2 separate regions of the Gossypium arboreum genome follow, and region 1 is linked to region 2. Evidence: chromatin contacts called from public Hi-C data. All regions are on one chromosome and are shown on one strand. The core of a region is the stretch at or near the end of the contact, and the rest is flanking DNA. Distances in the headings are between cores, read along the strand shown. Region 1 holds the start of LOC108476765 (kinesin-like protein KIN-7H). Region 2 holds the start of LOC108479882.

Region 1 (5,895 bases), core at 2,648-5,147, 150 kb before region 2:
AACTATTTAAAATGTAACATTCATGTTAATTTGAAATTCTTAAAATAATTTTGTATTTTACAAATTCATGTTGTCATAACTTTTAATATATATTATATTGAATTTAAACTTATTTGTTCATAATATATTATGCATTTCATATTTACCATTTACGCAGTAAATAAAATTTAAATTCTCAAATCCATTCCTATATGGAGCATTAATGAATTATATAATTCATATTCGAATAATAGATTTATTGTTTAGCATTGATTTATACTGCATACAAATATAAATTAAAGAATATAAATTACCAAAATTCATTTTAATTTTAATTCAAATATTTTAGATATTTGAATTTATTACTAACATTTGAATTACCCATAAAAATTGATATTTAAATTGAATATCCAATTTATATATTTAAAATTATTATTTGAACTTAAACTTCTTTCCAAAAATAAATTGATAAATTCTAACATTTTAAGAATTTAATTAATGAAATATTCTATTTTTAATTGTACAAGTGTAGAAAATTGGGAAGATATTATGATAATATTACTAAATGTAACATTTATTTTTATTTTTTTCTATACATAAAAAGAGAGAGTAAGAATTATATATTTTATGATAACAATAAATAGCGAATGATTGAAATTTATTGTATAATTTAAAATCGGTAATGATTTAAAAGTTAATTTAATACAATTAGAATTATATTTATAATTTAGAAAATAAAAAAGTATACAAATGTAATTATTAGTAATTTTATTAATATTTTTATAGTTACGAAATTGTTTAATAAATTTGATTTTTAATGAAACATTTCCGGGAGAAGAGAGAAACAATACTTGTATGTGTAAAAGGAATATGTAAAGGCCTTCCTTGTGTTGACACGTGGGACCTGGGTATGGTGTTCTTTCCTTCCTAACGTTATACAAAAGAGTTAAATTTTAATTTTGATTTTTTATTATATTTAAATTGAAGATTTAATTTTTAATTAGTTTAAATAGTTGTTTTTATTAATTTTTTATTAAAAGGTTATGTTATTATATATAATTTGAATACTAAGAGTATTGGTGGGTGACACATGACCTTTTATGTCTTTCGAGTTTGCTTTATTCTTCTTTTTTTTTTTTTTATATTATAAGACAATTGTCAAATTTTAATTTTGACCCTATATTATTTTAAAACTTGAAATTTAATCTATATATTTTAATTCTTAATATAAATTGATCCATCTATTTTTGTAATACCTAAATAGTTAATATTGTTAACTATTTCAATTAAAATCTTGGCGTTAATTTTCCAATAGAATACTATTCCCACAAAAAATATTTTATTATGATGAGTTCTTATTTGTCTTTTTTTTAAAAAAATCTATATAAATATTTTCAATGTTATTTTTATTGTTCATTACAAACAAGTGAATTTTTTTAAAATTTTAAAATATCATATCAATAAATTCAACGGAATAATTTTAACACGGGTAACAATTAAATTTAAATTTTAAATTTAAAATACCAAATTCTTGAATATAAAAATAAAAGACTAAATTCTAAATGTAAGTGTAATATAAAAATTATAATATTATATATTAACATTTAAATTTTCACTTTATAATTTAATACAAAGTGAAGTTGGAAAGTGAGTGATGTGAAGTTTGTAGTATTAATTTGGAGAAACGTCACCTATGTAATTATTGGTTGGATTAGCATGTGCAAACGAATTAAACCCACCTTTATGTCTCACCCAAGTTGAAAACTATAAGGGCTACCTGTTCCACTAATTGCATGTTATGTAGCTCTCTCTTTTTCTTTAATTATATATATATATATTTACTAATATTGATCATCAACCTAATTCACATCACCGTTGTCCTAGGCCTTCATGCTGGAATTAATCATTTAAGAAATAGGGATTCTACTCTCTTTCATAGAAATATTGACACTTGTCATCACATCTTTATTTTATGTTTTCCTTTATTAAATCCAAAATCCTCCTCTATAATATTCTATAATCATATTACACATATATCTATTAATTTATTCCATAAAAAATATGTTGTTTTATTTATTGAGTCTACAAGTTTAGAAAGATTTTTAATTATTCATAATTTTTTTTTTGTAAATATAAGAATAAATACACCTTAACGCGTTTAAATCTATGTTCTCCTTCTTTGATAACGATATCAACGCCAATTAAACTAAAACTCAGTTGGCATATTTAAAAAAAATTTGTGAATATAAACGAAGTTATACTAGACCACATAAGAAACCATAAAATGAAGGAGAGATGTCATGTAGTGAAGTAGTCAAGGGTTTAACGCGCACCACAAAAACCTTATTTGAAATGCCCTCCAAATTCAGGCACCATTACCATTTGCCAGGCTAGGGCTTGGGGGCTCACTTCATATGTTATGCACCAAATATTGAAACCAAAACAGACTGATATGTACCAATCTTTGTAGCCAATGAACCCCACATGATTGAGTACCTCTACATCTTCTATTTACTGTGATATTTTTCTTTGACTGATATGCCAAAAAACAAAAGGAAATACAAGCAACAAGAATCTAAAAAACAAAAACAAATCAAGACAGATCCGAAACAATGGATTGAATCACAATATTATAGAGGTTGAAGACCCCATTTTCAAAATTTAGATGCAATGCAAGACTTGAACGATACTTCATGGCCATCTTTATTCTTTGGTTTTCGGGATAAAATAATGACAATGGTAACCCAATTACTAAGAAAGAATTGTTGCCAAACTTATATGGTTGTTACAATGTTTTCAAAGCAAAAGATGGATGCTAATAATCAAATATGAATGTGATTTTGATAAACTAGCAAACAATCACCATCTTGTCCTCACTATTTGAAAGGACTTCTGAAAATATTATTCGGAAGCTAAATCAGATTAATTTAAATATCTAACAACTAGTCATTGCTTTATTTAATCTTCACAAACATACGGCTGTTTATCATTAATTGGTTAGGTTACATAATTACAAGCAAGTTTTAACCATTTCTGGTGGTTTCCAAGTCATATTAAAGTACAAAAGTGCTATCTAAAAATACATAAAAAAAAAATATAAATTTGAATGCGTTGAAGTATATTATCAAAATAATTTATAGCTATTCATATTTCATCTCTTTTCAATTCAAATCCAATATCTATTTAATTCCAACTTTATTTCATTTGAACGAACCAAAGCCTTTTATACAACATTCGGACCCATATGTTTGAAACAATGTTGGTTGGGTTTATTTGCATTTCAAGGAACAGGATAATATGAAAAGAAAACATATATCCATACACCTAATTCAATAATATTGAAACCATGTGCTACAAAAGAAAAAAAGAAGAAATAAATGAATGCTCTATTCTTGTAATTGTACCCAGAAAAGAAATTATTTTCAACTTTCTTTCTTAGAGAGAGATAAGGCATTGTGTTGAGGGAATAAAAATGGGAATAGCACATGCATGCAATCTAATTTTTTAAGAACACAAATCTTACAAATTATATAATAATGACATTTGGTATACCAAATTTAAGGTTCTTTGCCAACAAATTATTTCAGAAACACAAGCATATGCATGGGCCTCCATTCGTCTTTGGAGGAGTGGAATATGCTAAGCAATGGCTTTTCTCACCACATGGGTTGGGGATGCTGCAATTATTAATCTTTGGGTTTTGGTCAAAGGGGTCCCCCTGCATTCTATCTGTCTTTAGCAGCTTTTGTTTGCCTCTGTGTTTTGCATGGAAGAAAAATCCCAATGACAATAAATACATTAGACTAAAAAGTCAGCAAATAAGTGAAGACTTTTCCTATATAAATTAAATATAATTCCTGCTTTTATCTATAATTCTCCAGCACTTAAATCTCAAACTGGTAGAGATGACTAAAACATGATGCTTTGTGTTTTTACTGCCATTTTTATGGAAAAATGTTTAATGTAGAAAGAACATAAAAGGAAAAATAAAACCCTGCCATGTGCAGGTTAAGTACCATATTTGAACCCATCAACCTTCGTGAATCATATACTTTAGCACTTACTCAAAGATGGGAATCTAATTTAGATTCATTTTATAATAACTTTTTTCTTTTTGGTTTAGAAAAGCTAGTTTTATCTGGAACCCTTGAGCAATAATTTAATGCAATGAGTAACAAGGCTTGGTTGCTAAGCAAATTAGGTACAGCTTTATTTTTGCTTTAATGGCCAAAACTGCATACTCATCACCTTCTTCTGTTATGAAAAAGCATTTTTCATTTGGTTTTAATTCAAAGATTAATTATGTTTTCACCTTAAGAGCAGCCTCCAAAATCAACTAACAATCAAACAAAGAAGCAGACGCCATAACCGCATCAATATCTCACAAACTTTTTTGCATTAAAAACCCCAACTTCCCTCTTAAGAGAATTAAACATCATGAATTTCCTTCTCTTTCACTCTCTGTTTGCTTTATTTTTTAAAAAATTTCTGTCATAGAAATTTCCTTTTTTCTTTTGTTTGCATGCAAATGCAGCCTGGTATGAAAGCTGTTTGAAGTTTGAAGTAAGAAAAAGAGTTGAACTTGTGCTGTAATTCTGTGTGTGCAGAAAGGATATTCAATTTTGTTTCTTTAGCTCTGCATTTGGAATTTGAGGGAAATATCAAAACATTCCTTGAAACACCCTTCAATCCCAAGGTAAAAACTTCTTATTTCTCAAACTATTTTAATTTTAATTTCTTTTTCTTTTATATTAAATTCAAAAGATTCTGTTTTTAAATAGTGTGAGAATCTGACTCTGACAGTCTGTAATTAGAGACCATCTTGGAACAATCCAAAGTCTTGTGTCTTAGAACAGTCCAAAGTCTTGTATTAATTAAAAACTCTAATTAAGTAGTCTGGCCGGATGGCTGTTGACTTAAAGAATTATTGTAGCCGGTGATAAAGGGCACAATTTCTTTTCACCAATAATTTGTGTTTACATTGACATGGGGCGGTGTGGTTTCTGGGTTAAGACAAGTTACTGAAGAAAAACAAATGTTGGGTGAATTTAGCACTAACCCATGATTAGTTTGTTGATTTCGGACAATGATGTTGGGTGGTCCTTATACCAACAGAAGCTTCATTGTCAAACCGTTTGAATTAGTGATAGGGAGCTTAAGTAAAGAAGCAAGCGTTGCTGATGTTTTGATGGTATTATTTGTAGCAATTTGAATTTTGGTGAGTGCAGTTGAGAGATGGGGATGGATGGTGGAGAAGAGCAAATGCAAGAGCCAGCAGGCTGCAAGGAAAGAATTTTCGTTTCGGTTCGTTTACGCCCTCTCAATTACAAGGAAATAGCTAGGCACGATGTATCAGACTGGGAATGCATCAATGATAACACAATCATATACCGGAACAGCCTTTCGGTTTCCGAGAGATCAATGTACCCAACTGCCTATACTTTTGGTAAGAGTTCAGATTTCAGTTCTTGTATGTTTGATTGCATTCCTCAGTCTATCATTTATTGGCATTTTTATCATGTATGGAGATGAGACCAGCATTTTCTAATAGTGATACTCTTTTCATTTCATGGGTGGTCTGCCGATTTTAGACCGAGTTTTTAGCCCTGATTGCCCCAACCAGCAAGTGTATGAAGCAGGAGCAAAGGCAGTTGCTATTTCAGTTGTCAGTGGTATAAACTGTGAGTGCATCTCTTTTTAGACTCCCCATACCTTCCTGATCTCCTCTCTCAATTCTTTAACATTTAACTATTTTTCAGCGAGTGTTTTTGCCTATGGACAAACAAGCAGCGGAAAGACATATACGATGATTGGAATTACCGAGTATGCCATGACAGATATATATGACTACGTACAAAGGGTAATGAAGATGCAACAGTTTTGTTGCTCACTCCTAGTTTTTCTTTTCCATTGTGT
Region 2 (6,517 bases), core at 1,639-4,138:
TAACAATTTCTTAAAAGTTTTGCAGGAGGAAGGATGGGTCATTTGTCGAGCTTTTAAGAAAAAAATAAGTGGTCAAGCCAAGAGCATTGAAGGGTGGGAGTCGAGGTGCTTCTATGATGAACCAAGTGGTCTCAGCTCCGTGATTGATCCAATGGAATACTTATCAAAACAACCCCAGAAATCTTTACCCTATTGCAAAGAAGAGACAGAGTCAGATAATTTAGACTTTGTTTACTGTGATCAGTTTGTAGAGCTTCCTCAGCTAGAGAGTCCATCTTTGCCATTAATAAATAAGCCAGTCTCCATATCTCTCATATCAGAGAATATAGTCAATTATGGAGAAGAAGAAGAAGAAGAAGCAGATAAAAAAAGAATGTGCAACGGCAACACCAAGAAAGTGACTGATTGGAGAGCCCTTGATAAGTTCGTTGCTTCACAACTGAGTCATGAAGATAGATATAATAATGGTGATCAAGAAGGAGCCTCAATCTCAAGCTTTGATGCCAATAACAGTAGTAACTCAGACATGGAAGCATTGCTGTTATTGCAGAGTAGTAGAGAAAGGGACAAGTTGAAGGAGCTCTTGAATTCAAGTACTTCACATTGTGAGGTGGGAATAAACATATTTGATCAATGAAAAGGAGATGATCAAGAGGCTTTATCGCTTAATTAGTATTAATTATAAACAGTTGGTGCATAATGAGACATACTTTTGTAAAAAAATATGGTTGTGAAATGAGTGAAGAAATTCTCTCTATTTATCTCTCTCGAAATGCTTGCAAATCTTTCACATCAGCTGTGATTAGTAATAAGCTTATGTTTCCAAGGTTTAAAAATCGAAATTTAATGTAGACTGAACTATAAGTAGAATACCAGTTTCGGAATCAGATATTATCATTTTACCATTAATTTTGAAATTCCAACAAGAATTTAGTTGGGAAATAAAAACCCACACTTTCTTGTTCATATTTAATTTGATTTTCTTGGCAACCAAACGTGATAGAGTAGGAGCAATGAATCTCCATTATACAACAGAGAAAAAAAAAACATAGAATTAGCGCTGGGTGAAGGCTTGGTGGGACCATGGTTTGTCTAGCATGCGGTGGGCAACGTGGCTCCTGTTGGGGCATGCCTTGCAATTGTGTTTATGGACAAGGGGTGTGTGTGTATGTATGTTGATGGCTAGCCCTCCCATCCCATGTCGTCTTAGTTCCATACATCAATAAAACCAAACAACAACTACATAATTATTTTCTCTAGCTAGTTACTGTTGTTATTATAATGAAGAGATAATTAATTACCTTTTGTCTGTAACAATTGCACAAAGTCCTCGAGAAGTTGCTTTGCCAAAAGTGATTCAGTTGGTGTAATGGTTGACCAAAACAAAGCATCCTTTTGGAGAACAATGATGTTCATCATAGCACACTAACAAAGCAAAGCAGACCCCATGCTTGATGAGCTTTCCTTCATGCAAAAGATAAGGTAGAGAATAAAATGTAATTTGAGGGTAGAGAAGAGATGACATGTTCACAAGCTTTAACCAATCACAAACTTTGGTATGTCAATGTGATTAAAAGGGAAAAATATTTGCTTTTTCTCACTGAAATGACAGAGCAGCTTCAATACAATGATGTCTGCATTGTTACATTTTCGTTCAAACTTTCAAGGCATGGCCAATGTATATAATAATCTTCCACATATTCTTTAGAGTTGAAACTATGGCCATCCTTCAAATTATTGGTAGTTTACTTCTTATCCCCACTTTACATTTACTAAATCATAGATTAAAAAGTTAAAAAGGTTATGAATCCCATGCGGTGACCTAATAGTTAAAGAGTGTTCATTATCTCAGGTATTGTTTGAGTTTGAGTCATGCTAGTCACATTGATTGTTTGAGCTTTACTCTGTTATTATAATTCATAATAAATAAAAAAATAAAGGTTACAATATGATCAAAGTTCTTGTACTATTCATACTTTTATTTTCAAGAAAAATACTCCCTTATTACCCATGTAACTAAGGATCCAAAACTAGGGATGGATCCGGAGGGGCATGAGGTAGTTCCTCCTTTCAGATTTATATTAATTTGTTTCTATTTTAAATATAATTAAAAAAAAAACTACACAATATGAAAATATTAAGTAATTAAAATGTATTATTTAATAAGTGAGATATATCTAATAAATGTATATCATTTAAAATATACAAAAATATTTAGATTTTTAATAATAAACTTTAAAAATTAATTAATCCGTTTCAATCAAAATTAAAAATGGAATTTTTGTTTCTTTAAAATCTTAGTTATCAATTTTTTATTCAAACTTATATTATGTATAATTATTAAATATATATTTTATATTAAATACAATAAACTCATGCATCATAAAAGATGCTAACTAGTTAACTTCAATTTGTCAAAGATACAAAACCCTCATTCCAGCATAAGCAAAATACATATAATATCAACTCTGTATTTAATTTATTGAAACGTGTGTTAAGTTCTTGAAGTTGCATATCTATAATAATATAAAATAATTCCACAATGTTTATTTTTTTAACACAACAATGATTCCATCTCGAACTAATTGGCCACAACTTTATATTCTATAAAGATGAATATTACTTACCGTATGAGTTTTCTTCTTTAACCTCCCTTTTGGTAACAAACTCATCATTCATATGGCTAAAGGGCTTTAAAAATATTAAAATCTGTCAAAATTTTATGGGTTCAAGAAAATTAAATGCTAAAAAGTCATTGTAAACAAATTTTTGAAAACAACTCAATTGTGATCAATTGATTAGGTGTTTTTTTTTTTTTTTTCAGTTTGTTTAAACTTGTGGATGAATCGACTGTTTAGCCGAGTCTAATTTGAATTTGAGTAAAAAAAATTATCTTTAAAATGATTCAAATTAGGTTGAACTTTGAATTTAAATGGAAGAATTTTTTATTTAAAATTTATTTATAAAAATAAATATCAATATAAAATTGTTATTTAAATTGGGCTGTGAAAACCATAAACCAAACGCGACACGTACACAACAACAAACAAAGTACCAATATACTTTGACGTTGTTTCTGCATTTTTTTTTTTTTTGAAGCTTTCGGCAATGGGCGCCTCTGAATCGTCTCTCGCAGCTTATTCACTGGTAAGTTTCCGGTTTGTAGAGATATTTTGGTACCTCACAAGCTGGGTTCTTTTGAGTAATATCTTAATTGTTTAATTAACATTGATTATTGGCAAAGAGTTCGGCCGATCAAATCTCCACTATTTCTCAGCGATCGGAAACAGTCGATCCGATTTTAGAGAAGCTTAAATCCCTTAGAATTGTAAGCTTTATTCTTGAAATTTGCCCTTAATATTTCACCCATAAAATAAAGACATTTAAAGAGTTTCCTTTTCTTTTGTCATTTTTTTCCTCCCTTCGAATTATAGACATCTCCTATACTGACCACACCGCCAACGGATGGTAGCTTAACGGACATTTTAGTGCGAAGACCGTCGTCATCTTCATCTCAAGGTGGGCCTTAAGTGAAAAAGCGATTTGTTCTCTCAATTGTTTTTTTTCTTTTCTTTTTTGGAAATTTCTTCACTTTTTGATTGTTTCATAGCCTTATATTAGAGTTACTAGTGCAAACTCCATATAGATGAAGCCTTTTTACTTAAATTGGAACTGGTACTCGTTGTAATAGGTTTCAATTTAAATATCTTTTTGTTCTTTCCGGAAACAAATAGGGATTGTGCTATTATTTGCATAGCAGGGGCCCAAATCCTGTCTATGAAACATTTAGCTAACAGTAGGCACCTGCTATTTACTATTTCATTCATAGTGAAATGTAGGTTGCTGTCGTGGAAGAATTTTGTGTGATGAATGTTAATAAATGGTAAGATCACATCATATCTTACTGTCATCGAAATGTGTTATTTTGTAACTTTTTAGTTGGCTGAGTTGAGCATTTACAGGTTATCGAAACTCATAAGGCAGGCAATGAGCATAGATTAATTAGAAGACTAGCTTACCCTAGGGATTAGTATCAATTAGAGTAATGCATTAGATTCTATGGAATTCAAACAAGATGGATTTTTGTCTTCTCTGCATTTTTGTGAAACCATGTAGGGGGCATATAATGTTACCTCTCGTAATGGAGTTATCAAGATGTAGGACATGTAGGAAGCATTTAGTTCGAGAATATAATATTACCTCTCCTAATAGAGTTATTGGGACATAGGATTACTTAGCACATTACTTGGCATGCTAGCTTACCTTGTTTTATTCATTAAGTTGGAATATAATATTTTATTATTTGGCTGTAGGATATTAGATTACTTAAAAGCATATTTTACTAAATTGTCTTTAATTATAATTAAGATGAACATAGTTCAAGTTAATTAAAACACACACTTATAATAATAACTAATTGGAAATTAAGGTAATATAATTGACAAAATGTAATATAATTAAGGTTGTCATTATCATATGACATTAGGTTGTAAAGGGATTGAGTTTATATCTTAAATACAGATAAATTTTAACTTTGTTTTGATTTTTTTTCTTATTGTAATTTATATTTTGCTCAAGAGATGTCAAAATTAAAATAATTTTTATGATGAAAGTAAAATATTTAAGAAATGGTGTATAACATGTAATGAAAAGAGGCAAAATGACTTAGTTATTAACTTTTAATTTGGTAAAACTTTTTAAAAGAAAGGAAAAAGATTAAGATTAAGTAAATGAATTAGGTTTGGCAAATTAAAATGAGTTGCAAATACTTGAACCCAAATCTGAATCTTAACTTGAAAATGATTATATTACGTTTGTTAATAATTAAAAACAATTACAGTGCATATATTAATTTAGGGGATAAAGTTATAGTTTAAGGGTAAAATGATATGTAGAAATAACATTCCTTAGGAATCTTAAATTACGTAATTTTCGGAATCTAAACAGTTGAATGTTATTCCAGAATCTTACACGGGGATGTAAGATTCCTTGAACCAAACGCTTTTTATTGTTAATATAAGCTGCGCCAATCCCAGTTTAGGTCCCATTAGATTAGCATGTTAAGTTTCTTGAGTTTACATGCATTGAAGGCTTTTTATTCACTTTCTTTTCTTTTTTTATTTGCTTACTATCAGTTCAGAAAGAGAAGATGAACATAACGATAGTGCACAGAATACTGTTTAATCACAAAGTTATGCACCTGTACATTGGGCTGCAACTGGTTAATATGATCTTGAAGTGCTACAATATTCTAATATTGTTGTGTTGTTGTTACAACTTATTCTTTATTGACTATCAAAATAGCTGCTGTAAATCCAAAGGTGTTCCTGGAGCTGTTATCAGCGTACCGTGATTGGCAAGAGGAGAAGGCTCAAACAATTTGCAAGAAGCAGGTGTGCCATCCCCTTGATAAATTTTGTGAGTTGGAGAACAATTGTTGCAGTCGCATGGGTGGGTTAGTTCTGCTGTGGGTTATTATTATCACATTCCAATAAACTTAAGATCCGAGTAGTAGTTTGCTGTTGCTTGAATTTATAACAATTATGGTGTACATAGTCATTTGGACAAAATCATTGCAGGAGGATATAGAATACAAAATAGAAGTCGCTGACGCTTTGACAGTTAAACTTCTCCAAAGTTTAAACCACTCAGTTTCCACAATGAAGACTGCTTCACAACATTTAGCAGAAGGCAATTCAACTTTTGTACTGAATAATAAGAGTGTGTGTAGAATCTGATTAAGCTACTCTTGTATAATTCGTGTAGTTCATACATTGCAAGTGGAGCTTGGGGAGCTTAAAGAAAGGTTAACTGAGGTCCTCAGCAATTATGAGCCACTGTGCAACAGAATAGCTGCAGGGGGACCTGAACCTCTTCGATCTATCAAGCCATTTGCGGTTTCCACTTCAAACTCGACTAGCTTATCTTCAGGTAAGGTAAACCTATTAGTCGAACTTCAACGTCCACATTCTCCCAATTAGACTAACATTTTTTTTTCTTTTTAATCTCATCTGTAAATAACTGACATTCTTTTACCCTTAATTCTTTCTTCATTGAGATTGATGTTTATTTTGTGCTCCATACTAACATTCCGTCACAAATCACAAGATTCAAGCTTAATAATGAAATGAATGAACCAAACAACATAAAGACTTAAATCAAACGTCATATGAAATAATATCTTCTATATCATGCAAGTAGAAAATCTGTAAAAGGCTCTAAATTAAGGTTGTTGCTGGGCATCCATGTAACCAGCATCAACTAACACTTTCTCTCTCTTAGCCATCTCAATATCTTCATCAACCATCATCTTCACCAATTGCTCAAACCCAACTCTGGGTTTCCACCCAAGAACCTTTCTTGCTTTTCTTGAATCACCTTTCAAATTATCCACCTCGGCCGGCCTAAAATACCTCTTATCAATCACCACATGATCTTTCCACTTCAACCCAACATAACTGAATGCCACTTCTAGAAACTCCTCCACCGTATGTGACTCCTCCGTTGCCACCACGTA

Evidence for each region. A called contact is a pair of places that touch in the nucleus more often than the background predicts.
Region 1: a contact with region 2 is called in a Hi-C map of leaf, with 4 times the contacts expected there. The contact joins the promoter of LOC108476765 here to the promoter of LOC108479882 in region 2. A contact is called at or near these places in 2 of 5 Hi-C or Micro-C datasets (both in leaf).

Annotation. Positions count from the first base shown.
Region 1 is chr12:14,409,429-14,415,323 of ASM2569848v2, reverse strand. It overlaps LOC108476765 (kinesin-like protein KIN-7H), which reads left to right and starts at 3,897. Exons shown (of 15, transcript XM_017779083.2): 1 at 3,897-4,180; 2 at 4,587-4,675; 3 at 5,208-5,425; 4 at 5,571-5,660; 5 at 5,739-5,839. The coding sequence starts at 5,215.
Region 2 is chr12:14,256,983-14,263,499 of ASM2569848v2, reverse strand. It overlaps LOC108479882, which reads left to right and starts at 2,888. Exons shown (of 5, transcript XM_053022866.1): 1 at 2,888-3,147; 2 at 3,278-3,328; 3 at 3,435-3,519; 4 at 5,305-5,393; 5 at 5,580-6,069. The coding sequence starts at 3,109. The coding sequence ends at 5,738. LOC108479881 (GDP-mannose 4,6 dehydratase 2) reads right to left here. Exons shown (of 1, transcript XM_017782719.2): 1 at 6,028-6,517. The coding sequence ends at 6,224. LOC108478601 (NAC domain-containing protein 37-like) reads left to right here. Exons shown (of 4, transcript XM_017781067.2): 4 at 26-773. The coding sequence ends at 637.